Linked DNA regions of Ovis aries: regions 1 and 2 are each linked to region 3. A link is a contact called in public Hi-C data. All regions are on one chromosome and are shown on one strand. The core of a region is the stretch at or near the end of the contact, and the rest is flanking DNA. Distances in the headings are between cores, read along the strand shown. Region 1 has its middle 15 kb from the start of SRSF3. Region 2 overlaps FGD2 (FYVE, RhoGEF and PH domain containing 2). Region 3 overlaps CPNE5 (copine 5).

Region 1 (3,396 bases), core at 173-2,672, 140 kb before region 3:
TTAATACATGAAAGGTGCTCAAAACGTTCATGGCACTTAAAAGTATGAGGTAGTATATAGGATCACAAGGAGCTGGACGTGACAGTGGCTGAACGACAACCCTTTGGTAGAGGGGGAATGACAGGAAAAACTGAGTAGTCCCAATTGCACAGGGTAAAGTACAATTTTAGACAGTGTCTATCCCACTTAATCATTTTCTTTAATGGCTTTATGCAGACACTTACTACTTTCTACCTGTACTTGGTTCAGACCTGTGGGCATGGGCAGTTCTTTGTGTGCCAGACATGGAGTGTCTCTGTCCTCTTCCCCTGATGTCAGTGATGCTCCCTGGCTAGGGTGACAACCCTAAGGAAAAGAAAAGCTGCAGTTTCCCCAGCACCCACCAGGAGGCAGTACTGCCCCGTTGAGAATACTGGGCCAAATTTGCTTGGGGTCACACACTTGTTGAGTAGAACTGTCTCCATTGACTCCAGAGTCTTTTTTCCACCATGATAGTAACAATAAAGGCAGTAATAAAGACAATAGAGATGATAATTCGTATTCCTTGAACTCCTGCCAGCATCTTGCTAAATGTTTTACATATACCTATTACTAGCTCACTTAAACCTCACCACTTGAGGGCAGTTTCTCATCTTGCAGATGAAGAAATCAAAGCTTAGGTCCAAGACCCATGTTAAGTGTTTTGTGTAGAAGAGGTTGTACTTGAGCTAAGTATTGAAGAATGGGATTGGGATAGAAAGCTGGCTGTATAAGAAAAAAGCCATGCGCATAAAAGCAAAGGCAGGAAACTTAAAGGTTTTATTATGGACTGACAACTTCTAAGACTGTGAATTTATTCAGGGTTTAGAATTGGAGATTAGTATAAAGTGAGAACTAGAGGAGAACTTAAGAGTTCATCAGGGACTGGTGATTTTCAAACTTGAAAACTAGCCAAACCTTTTTCTGGAATGAAATTGTGTATTACAAAGTGCGTAAGAATTTAAATGATGTTGTAAGTTCTGGTAGATAAATTCAGTCACAAAGATGGGAAAAATAATGTTTTGATGAATGCAGTCTTAAATTGACCTCAGAGCCAAGGTTTTCCTGTTTTGGTTGTACAGAGAAGTGAATACATTTTTTAACAACTCATTTTGCAATCCCAGAAGTGACAGGATGGAAAGTCTACCTCACAACAACCTAGAAACACAGATTCACTGTAACATGTTAGCAAGTTTTGTGTTCTAAAAAAACCAAAATCATTAGACATACAAGCATATATTTTAAACACAATCAAATGTATGGGAGACTCCTGAGGCACCATGTGAGTTCTTGTGCTTGCCCACACCTTCACCCTGTAGAGCCTGAGGTAAAGGGACAGGGGAGTGAGTTGTTGAGACTCGTGGAGCCCAGCTAGGGCCATCTCTTGGTGCTCAGCCTCCTGAGTCTCGGCTCAGTGCTCCTGAGAGACTGAAATCTGGTGTGGCAGCGTGCCATCGCCCTGGCTGTACAACCCCTCACCTGCAAGGCCCTGGCTGCTTGCCCATCTCCCCAGCAGATAAAGCCTCAGACGGAGGGCAAACAGTACCCGGCTCCAGGAGTCCGCACAGGTCTGATTCACCCAGTGGTTTCTGCCTGCACCACATCTTTTCCCTCGCTGTGGCCAGATCCGGGCTCTTGGGCGAGACACCTGTGAGCTTGAGAATGTTGTCAGCTCTTTCAAGGAGGGTTTTCCAGGCCACACAGGGACTTGTCTGCCCCGTCCGCGTGGGTGGCTCAGAGCCTTGCCCCATCGACCTCAGGGCCGGTATCAGGGTGGGGCAGTGTCATGGGGTGCGGTGCTGTGTTACCAGGGTGCAGGCATGTTGGCGACAGGTGGTGGCTCTGAAGCATGGGAGAATAGGTGGGCTACTGACTCCCAGGATTTCAGAAATACCGTTTGTCATCATTTGCCGCACTTTTCGGGGAAGCATGATAAACCACTGTTAGGAGGTATTCTTTTAATCACAGCATTATTCATATTAGCGTTTTTGTTTAGAGAATGCATTTTCTGCCTCCTGAAGAGAAAAATAACCATGAGCAAGCAATATGTTTATACAGAAACATTTTAAAATTAAGTTCACACACTGAAACCTTTGGCTGGACACAGGCTGATATCAAATAATAAATTAACCTGACCTTGACTCAGAGCAGGTCCTCCAGAAGCTGGTTATCGCTATGCTGGGAACAGCTTCTCCGAGGTGCTGTGGTCACATCGCAGGAGAGGGAGAAGGTTCTGCTTTCTCCAGAGTTGCAGTGCTGACCTTGACCATACATACTGTTATGTATTTGTGTTCCTGCTGCTGGCACGTCACCGTGGCCCCTAGTGATAGTGAAGCCTTTGACTCCTCTGGGAGCTCAAGTCTCCACAGCTGAGCAGCGGGGGCCAGAACTGCTTCCCTTCCCGGCTTGTTGGGACAAAACCTGAGGTAACACGTGTATAGCTTCAACAACTCTGCCTGGCACAGAGGGAGCCCCCAAAGTGCCAAGCTCAGCGTTTTTCACATGAGCTCTACTCCATCCTCTTTACTCACTTTTTATTCAAAGGTAATCCACGATAATGGCACAGACAGCACATAAACAAGAAGGTGACCCAGTAGCTTTGAATTTTCTTAAGTTTTTTTTTCCTATCCTATTCTCTTTATTCTGTATGCTTGGAGTGGGAAGTGTCTTCATTTATTTGTGTTTCAGTTCAGTTGCTCAGTCGTATCTGACTCTGTGACCCCATGGACTGCAGCACGCTGGGCCTCCCTGTCCATCACCAACTCCCAGAGCCTACTCAAACTCATGTCCATCAAGTCGGTGATGCCATCCAACCTTCTCATCCTCTGTGTCCCCTTCTCCTCCCGCTTTCAATCTTTGCCAGCATCAGGGTCATTTCCAATGAGTCAGTTCTTTGTATCAGGTGGCCAAAGTATTGGGACTTTCAGCTTCAACATCAGTCCTTCCAATGAATATTCAAGACTGACTGCCTTTAGGATGGACTGGTTGGATCTCTTTGCAGTCCAAGGGACTCTGAAGAGTCTTCTCCAACATCATTTGTGTTTAGGGGGTGTTAGGTGATATCATGGCCCCACTTTGCAAATGAGGAAACTGAAACCAGAAAGAGGAAGTACCTTTCCCAAGGTCACGCAGAGAGTAGGAAGGTCAAGCCAGGTTTGAACCCCGCAGCCTGTGAGCCTAAGCCCAGCACTTGTGTCAGGACCAGGAGGGACCTCAGAGGTGGCCCTGCATTGAGGTGCCCACCCGTGAGTCTCAGACACCTGCTCCGGAACTCCCGTGTTTACAGGGAGCCTGCGCCCATGATGTATTTCCCTCATGATGACTTGAGGTACTTAAAACCATTCCCCACTGAAGATAAATTCCTGTTTTGCAGCCTGT
Region 2 (3,041 bases), core at 240-2,739, 250 kb after region 3:
TTAGTTGCCAAGTCATGTCCAACTCTTTGTGACCCCATGGACTCCTCTGTCTATATAATGGTAGATATCAGTTATTATACATTTATCCAAACCCACAGAATGTGTACAACACCAAGAGTGAAGCGTGATGTGAACTATGAACCTTGGGTAATTCTAACATATGTACCGCTCTGGTGGGGAAGCGTTGTTAATGGAGAGGCTGTGCATGTATGGGCACAGGGGGCATATGGGAAATCTCTGTACTTTCCTCTCAGGTTTGCTGTGAACCTAAACACTGATAAAAAACAAAAACAAAAACAAGGCCCAGAAAGGTTAGGGCCTCCCTGATAGCTCAGTTGGTAAACAATCTGCCTATAATGCAGAGACCCGGTTCGATTCCTGGGTCGGAAAGTTCCGCTGGAGATGGGATAGGCTGCCCACTCCAGTATTCTTGGGGTTCCTTGTGGCTCAGCTGGTAAAGAGCTGGCTCAGTGGTAAAGGCTTACCCACTCCAGTATTTTGGCCTGGAGAATCCCATGGACTCTATAGTCCATAGGGTCACAAAGAGTTGGACACGACTGAGTGACTTTCACTTTCTCTTTCAGAAAGATTAAGTAACTTGCTTGGGGGTCACACAGCAAATCCTTGTTTGCATGATCAAGCCCAGATATAACAGAGTCCAGAGCCTCTGTATCTAACCAGCATACTATACTATCTCCTATTAAGGCTTCAACCCAGAGGGATAAAGCATAGGGTGGAACTGCAGGCATAGTGGAGGAAATGGGAAGAAAACCCTCTGGGCCACCCCTCTCTGATGGCTCCTAAGTCCCGGTGGCCGGGGCTGGAAGAAACAGAGGTCAGATCTGGCCCATCTTAGTACCTTTCCATCTCCCCTTTCCCTCTCCTTACCCCACATGACATCTCCCAGGATTTGCCCCAGGAGGCAGCCCAATTCTGACCCTGGAGGCCTCCTGAGCTCTGAGAGCCCCTGCAGGAGGGCCTTGCCCCTGCTCCTGACTTGGACTGCCTGGCATTTGGGGCTGAAACAAGGGCTGGGGGTGGGGTGTAGCCTGAGGGTGATGAGAGCTGATGGCAGGACATGTGCAGCTTCTGGGGGCTCCCAGCCCACCCCCCATGCCTCAGCAGACTGAGGTCTTTTGGGAACGCAGCTCCCTACTCTGTCTCATCCAGCTTCTCTTACTGAATGTGGCCAGAATGTCCCAGAGGCCAGAGCGGGCATGTGCTTGTATGTCTGGGAGCCGTGGTGGGTGAGACTGAGAAATTGAGACTAGAGAAATTGGAGACTGGCAGCCCTGTCTTAGGACTGGCAGAGACCCAGGCATAGAAAAAGGGAGGCAACGATTGACAGAAAGGCCAAGAAATATAGAGACCAAAACAGAGTCGTTAAGAGGAAATCCATAAATATGTTCCCTAGAGTGTCTGACGCTCAGGATGTGTGCGCCGGCTTCCCGGCGTCTGCCGGTCTCGGCGAACACAATCACTGCAGGGCGTGTCTGGTGCTCTGGTAGTCACACAGCGCCCTCTCCTGGATGGCGCGGGCCTGGCGGGTGCAGAGCTGTCCACCCAGCCGCGTTTGTACAGAAATCATTTTCTGAGTCTGAGGTTTGGAGGCAGGGCTGGTCTTTGACCACTATGATGGCTCCCACTAGCCCATACCCCCCTGGCCTCTCTCCTTCCTGAGTGTCAGGGAGCCCTGGATCTCAGCAGCTGATTTCCATCCCCCAGGGTCTCAGTTCAGCTCAGTCACTCAGCCGTGTCCAACTCTTTGCGACCCCATGGACTGCAGCACGCCAGGCCTCCCTGTCCATCACCAACTCCCGGAGTTTACTCAGACCCATGTCCATTGAGTCGGTGATGCCATCCAACCATCTCATCCTCTGTCGTCCCCTTCTCCTCCTGGCCTGCCTGGGTCCTATATTTGCGCCATTCTGCACAGGGCCATCCTGGGAAGAAGGAAGGGGTGTGGGCCCTTGGGTACTCATGGACCCAAGACAACTGTGTCTCCATGGACAGCTGTGCAGGTTGGGCACTGCATGAGCACCCCCCAGCTGAAACGAGCGCTCTGCAGCCACAGCAGACAGCACAGGTTGCGTACGGACAGTTCTCATTGTCCGGCAGATGGCAGTCAAGTCTCGGGTTCAACAAACCAGACTCTTGACTATTACATCAGTTTGCCAACAGATGTCAGTAAAGTGTTTTGAGGAAGAGGTGTCTTTTTCTAATTAGCACAAAGGCGCTGCATGGGCTGGCAGGGACCTGACTGCCAAGTCTGGTGGTTGAGCCTGGGCACAGCCCAGCTCGGGGAACTGTCTTTCAGAAACCTACATCCTGCACCCCTGCAGAGGTGGTCCCTCAGGTCAGGGATCTCCCCAGTTCCCCTTTACTATGAAAAGCGTCATGTTTCTTCCCAGCTCTGGCCTCCAAGCCTTAGATTTCTCCCTTCTTGTCCCTCTCCCTCCCCCAGTCAGTCATGGAGTCTTGCCAGATTCCTGATATAGACCCTTTGAGCCTCCGCATTGTCAAGGGTATCAAGAGCAGGTCACATCCAGCCCCTTCTAGAGGCAACGGACAGGTTCTGTGGGCCCAGTGAGTAGACCAGGCCTCTCGTGAGCAAGTCATGCTCTTGCAGGAGCGGTGGGCGGCCTGAAAGTGTGCCAAGGCCTGCTCACCTTGCGGCAGGGAGCTGCAAAGGAGCCAAGTGTCAGGTGGGCTCACGTCCCTCCATGCTAGGCCCCTGGGCTCCAGGTCTGTGTCTTCACTTCCTTTCATGACCCTGTCTTCACCCGACCTGGGAGACATCTGTGTTTACCGGGCTCTGGGGTAGAGTAGAAAGAGACGTGCTTCTACCTTACCCGTGAGGACCGAAACCCTGAGTCTGAATCTTCATTCTGCTCTTTAGATGCTCTGTGACCCCAAGCAGGTCTCTTGTCCTCTCTGATCTCCATTTCCTCATCTCCCAAATGAGGGGTGATAATATCTGCCTCTCAAGATTGCTGCAAAAATTTTCTTTCACATCTGTTTATTATGGACACTTTTAAGGG
Region 3 (3,449 bases), core at 544-3,043:
TACATATATCCCCTCTTTTTCAGATTTTCTTCCCATTTAGGTCACCACAGAACCTGTGTTATTCAGTAGGCTCTCATGAGTTATCTGTTTTATGCATAGTATCAATAGTGTGTATATGTAAACCCCAGTCTTCCAATTCATCCCAGCCTTCCCCCTTGGTATTTGTTTGTTTCCTATGTCTGTCTCTATATTTGCGTTGCAAGTAAGATCGTCTATGTCATTTTTCTAGATTCCACACTTCACTATACTTTGTTTCCACAGCACCCCCAACCACCTGGCACACACAGGTATTTGCGGGAGCACTTGTCTTCTGTCCCCCACCCCCCAACCTGACAATAAGTACCAGGGGGGCAGGGATTTGCATCAGTCTTATTCCCTCTTGCCCCAAACAGTGCCTGGCACTTGGGAGCACACAGTAAATATTTGTTGAAGAAATGCAGGAGTGTGCTGAGGATCAGCCCCCGGAAGCCGCTGGGCCAGTGTGATCCCAGGATGGTCTTGGTTAAGGAGGCCGTGTCCACAGCAGCTGCAAGCTGCAGATTTAACTGTTGTGCTCACTGCTCTGTCTACCACCTTCCAGCTCTGTGACCTTGGTTGAGTCACTTCCCTGCCTGGGCCTTGGTTTCCGTTCTTGTGACGAGGGGATGATAATGCCTGCCTCTTAAGGAAACAACCTGTGAAAAGCACCCCAACGGGGAATTTCCCAGAGTAAGAGCCCAATAAGTTCGAGTCCTTTTCCTTCCTGCAGCAAGAGCCCCCCACGGGAGTTTCTCTCTGGGATTTTTCATCCTACATCACAGGGCCCGTCCCCCCGGACCCCCACTGCTCCGTCAGCCCCACTCCTCCCCACCCCCAACCCCCAGGTCTGGTTCCCACACCCTGCAGCAAAGCCGCACAGACCACCAGACCTAGCTCGGGGCTCAGGAAGTCTACATCCGCCTCAGAGAGGGAGTGGCTACTCACTGTGCCCGAATTCACATATTTCTTTTTCTTCATTTTCTTTTTTGGGTTTACCACCTGCCGAGGAAAAAAACACACACACACAATAAAACCCAGTTACCAGGTAAGAAGGAGCGCTTCTGCAGGGGCTGGGTGTGGCCCTGGGGCAGAAGAGAAGGAGGAAGCCAAGGGTGACTAGGGAGACGCAGAAGGAAGAAAGAGCTGGAGCTTAGGCCCAGGTGGGAAGTTCAGGTGGGAGGTCTGGCAAGCTGTGCAGGCAGGAACGGGGGAGAGAAGTCTGGCGGGACAAACCCAGCACAAACCTCAGAACCGCCACAGGCCTGAAGGCCACGCAGAGGATCTGGTGCTGCCTGGCGTGTTCGTAGGACGACAGTTCCCTAGGCAAGCTGCTGAGACGGGGGCACATTGCAGCCCCGAGACTACACTGTTCCTGGATCTCTCAGTCTGTCCCATGAGGGTGTGGGGCTTCTAGTATTTACCGCAACTCAAACATCTACTCCAGAGCAGCTCTCCCACCAGAGGGGAATGCACATGGACTCTTGGGGGTCTGGGCATCACCAAAAGACCTGGCCACAAGCATATGTCTTTGAAGTCATCTGTTATCTTTAAATTAGCCTGTACCACATGCACTCTCTAATTATAACTGTTTCAATATTAAAGCACTGTTTTGTTCTCAGATCTTCCTGTGAAGTGGGCACTGAGAAAACATCCTGTTTGTTCTGGGGTTTCCACCACCACTGGGCATGCACACCCCCTCCCCCCCTCCCCATGTACCAGACTCTCCAGCCTAAGCGGCCCCAGACGCCGTGCAGGGGACCAGCGCCCCCTAGGGGCCAGCAACCTCCCCACTCCCGGGCTGGAGTTCGAAGCTTTCTCCTCTCTCTCCTCACGTCCCCAGCGTCTTCAGGGTCCCCAGGGCTGGTAGGGGGTCTGCCCTCCTGTGCAAGGAGGCACTGAGTGGCTCCCAGGACCAGGAGCTCTGCGGGCTCTGGACACAACAGTGAGCGAGACATCGTCCCCACCCCTGAGGATGTCATGGTCTTTGGGGAGGGGGGGTGGGGAGGGGAGGGAGGAGGGGGGAGGGGAGGGAGGAAGTATGATAAGGGCTGCCCAGGTGTCGCTAGTGTAAAGAACCTGCCTGCCAGTGCAGGAGACCTAAGAGATGTGGCTTCAATCCCTGGGTCAGGAAGATTCCCCTGGAGGAGGGAATGGCAGCCCACTCCAGTATTCTTGCCTGGAGAATCCCATGGACAGAAGAGCCTGGTGGGCTACAGTCCACGGGGTCACAAAGAGTCAGACACGACTGAAGCAACTTAGCACACACGCACACACATAGTATGATAAACAGGTAACAGGCCTGCTTTTAGTGGGGGAGGAGGGAACAGGAGCACCCTCTTCAGACTTGGTGGGTGTGCAGGTAGGGCCTTCCTGGGGGAGGAGCATCACAGGCTGTCTCTGAGGCCCGGTAGAGGCCCAACCAGGTCAAGAAGAGCAAAGGGAGCCCCGGGGAGGCACCAGCACAAATGAAGCCACAGAGACCGAGCCAGATGGAGGTTCAGAGAGCCTCAGATGGCATAATGGGCTGAAAGCGAGGGTGGGCAGAGGGACGGGGAGCGGGCCAGACCCCAGGGGCTCCTAGAGCTGTGATGTATACGGCCGCTCATACACGCCCCCACCTCAGCTGCACAGACACTGCAGGTCGCGGGGGCTTGACCCTCTTGTGAAGGAGCTCGGCCTTTCCTTGTAGGTAAAGGGCCCTGTCGGACATCAGTTGGGGTGGAGGCTCCCTGCTCCCTGGGGCGAACCAGGCTGAGACAGCGGGTGAAGTGAACAGCCAGGTAGTAAGCAGGGCAGCAGTGTGGTCGATTACCATTTTGTAGGCAGCTCTGGGTTACTGAGTAGAAGTGGAAAGGCCATTAGGAGGCTGTCGCAAAGCCCCCCACCCCCACGGGGGAGATGGTGATGGTGGGGGTGGACAGGAAGGAAGGGGACAAGCCTCAGAATATCCAGGTGGCAGGAGGAGCAGGACTCAGCCGTGGACTGGGTGTGGGATGCGGGGCAGAAGGCATCAGGGATGCCTCCCCAGGGGCCGTGGTCCCCACGATGATGGCACAGGAGGGGGAAGCGGCTGGCCAGAGGAGAGGAGGGCGGCAGGGGCTCTAGCCGGCGCATTCAGTTTAGGAGGCTAAGTCTGAGGAGCGGCCACATACAGCTGGGCATGTGCGATGGACACCTAGGCTGACGCCAGAGCCTGAGATGAGGGTCTTTCCTGGCAGAAGCCTATTCCCTCTTCAGGCACTTCAGACACTAGAAGGGCCTTCCTGAGCCCAAACCAGCCTCCCAGAGATGCCCTCCACAGTGCCAGGCCTGCCGCTCGGCAGCCAGAATCTAATTCCTTTTCTACCTGCCGGCGCTTCCAGTGTGTGAGACAGCACTTTGGCTTGCCAGTGCTGCAGTTTCTCTTGTTTGCAAGGGAGCAGGGCTCAACG

Evidence for each region. A called contact is a pair of places that touch in the nucleus more often than the background predicts.
Region 1: a contact with region 3 is called in a Hi-C map of liver, with 5 times the contacts expected there. The contact joins two enhancer-like sites. A contact is called at or near these places in 9 of 16 Hi-C or Micro-C datasets (blood, liver, mixed tissues and 5 more).
Region 2: a Hi-C map of tail adipose tissue shows a contact between it and region 3, with 4 times the contacts expected there. The contact joins two enhancer-like sites. A contact is called at or near these places in 5 of 16 Hi-C or Micro-C datasets (blood, hypothalamus, liver and 1 more).

What each region holds. Positions count from the first base shown.
Region 1 is chr20:10,621,374-10,624,769 of ARS-UI_Ramb_v3.0, forward strand. No RefSeq gene overlaps it. Among named protein-coding and RNA genes, the nearest start is that of SRSF3, 15 kb to the left of the region's middle. Within about 2 kb of position 1,423, at least 17 of the 54 cell types and tissues checked have an H3K27ac peak or open chromatin away from gene starts, as enhancers often do. A contact at or near this core is called in liver, where this site is marked.
Region 2 is chr20:11,013,657-11,016,697 of ARS-UI_Ramb_v3.0, forward strand. All of the region lies in intron 9 of FGD2 (FYVE, RhoGEF and PH domain containing 2), which reads left to right. Among named protein-coding and RNA genes, the nearest start is that of FGD2, 19 kb to the left of the region's middle. Within about 2 kb of position 1,490, at least 33 of the 54 cell types and tissues checked have an H3K27ac peak or open chromatin away from gene starts, as enhancers often do. A contact at or near this core is called in liver, where this site is marked.
Region 3 is chr20:10,759,743-10,763,191 of ARS-UI_Ramb_v3.0, forward strand. CPNE5 (copine 5) reads right to left here. Exons shown (of 21, transcript XM_027958670.3): 13 at 964-1,017. Among named protein-coding and RNA genes, the nearest start is that of RAB44, 63 kb to the left of the region's middle. Within about 2 kb of position 1,794, at least 4 of the 54 cell types and tissues checked have an H3K27ac peak or open chromatin away from gene starts, as enhancers often do. A contact at or near this core is called in liver, where this site is marked.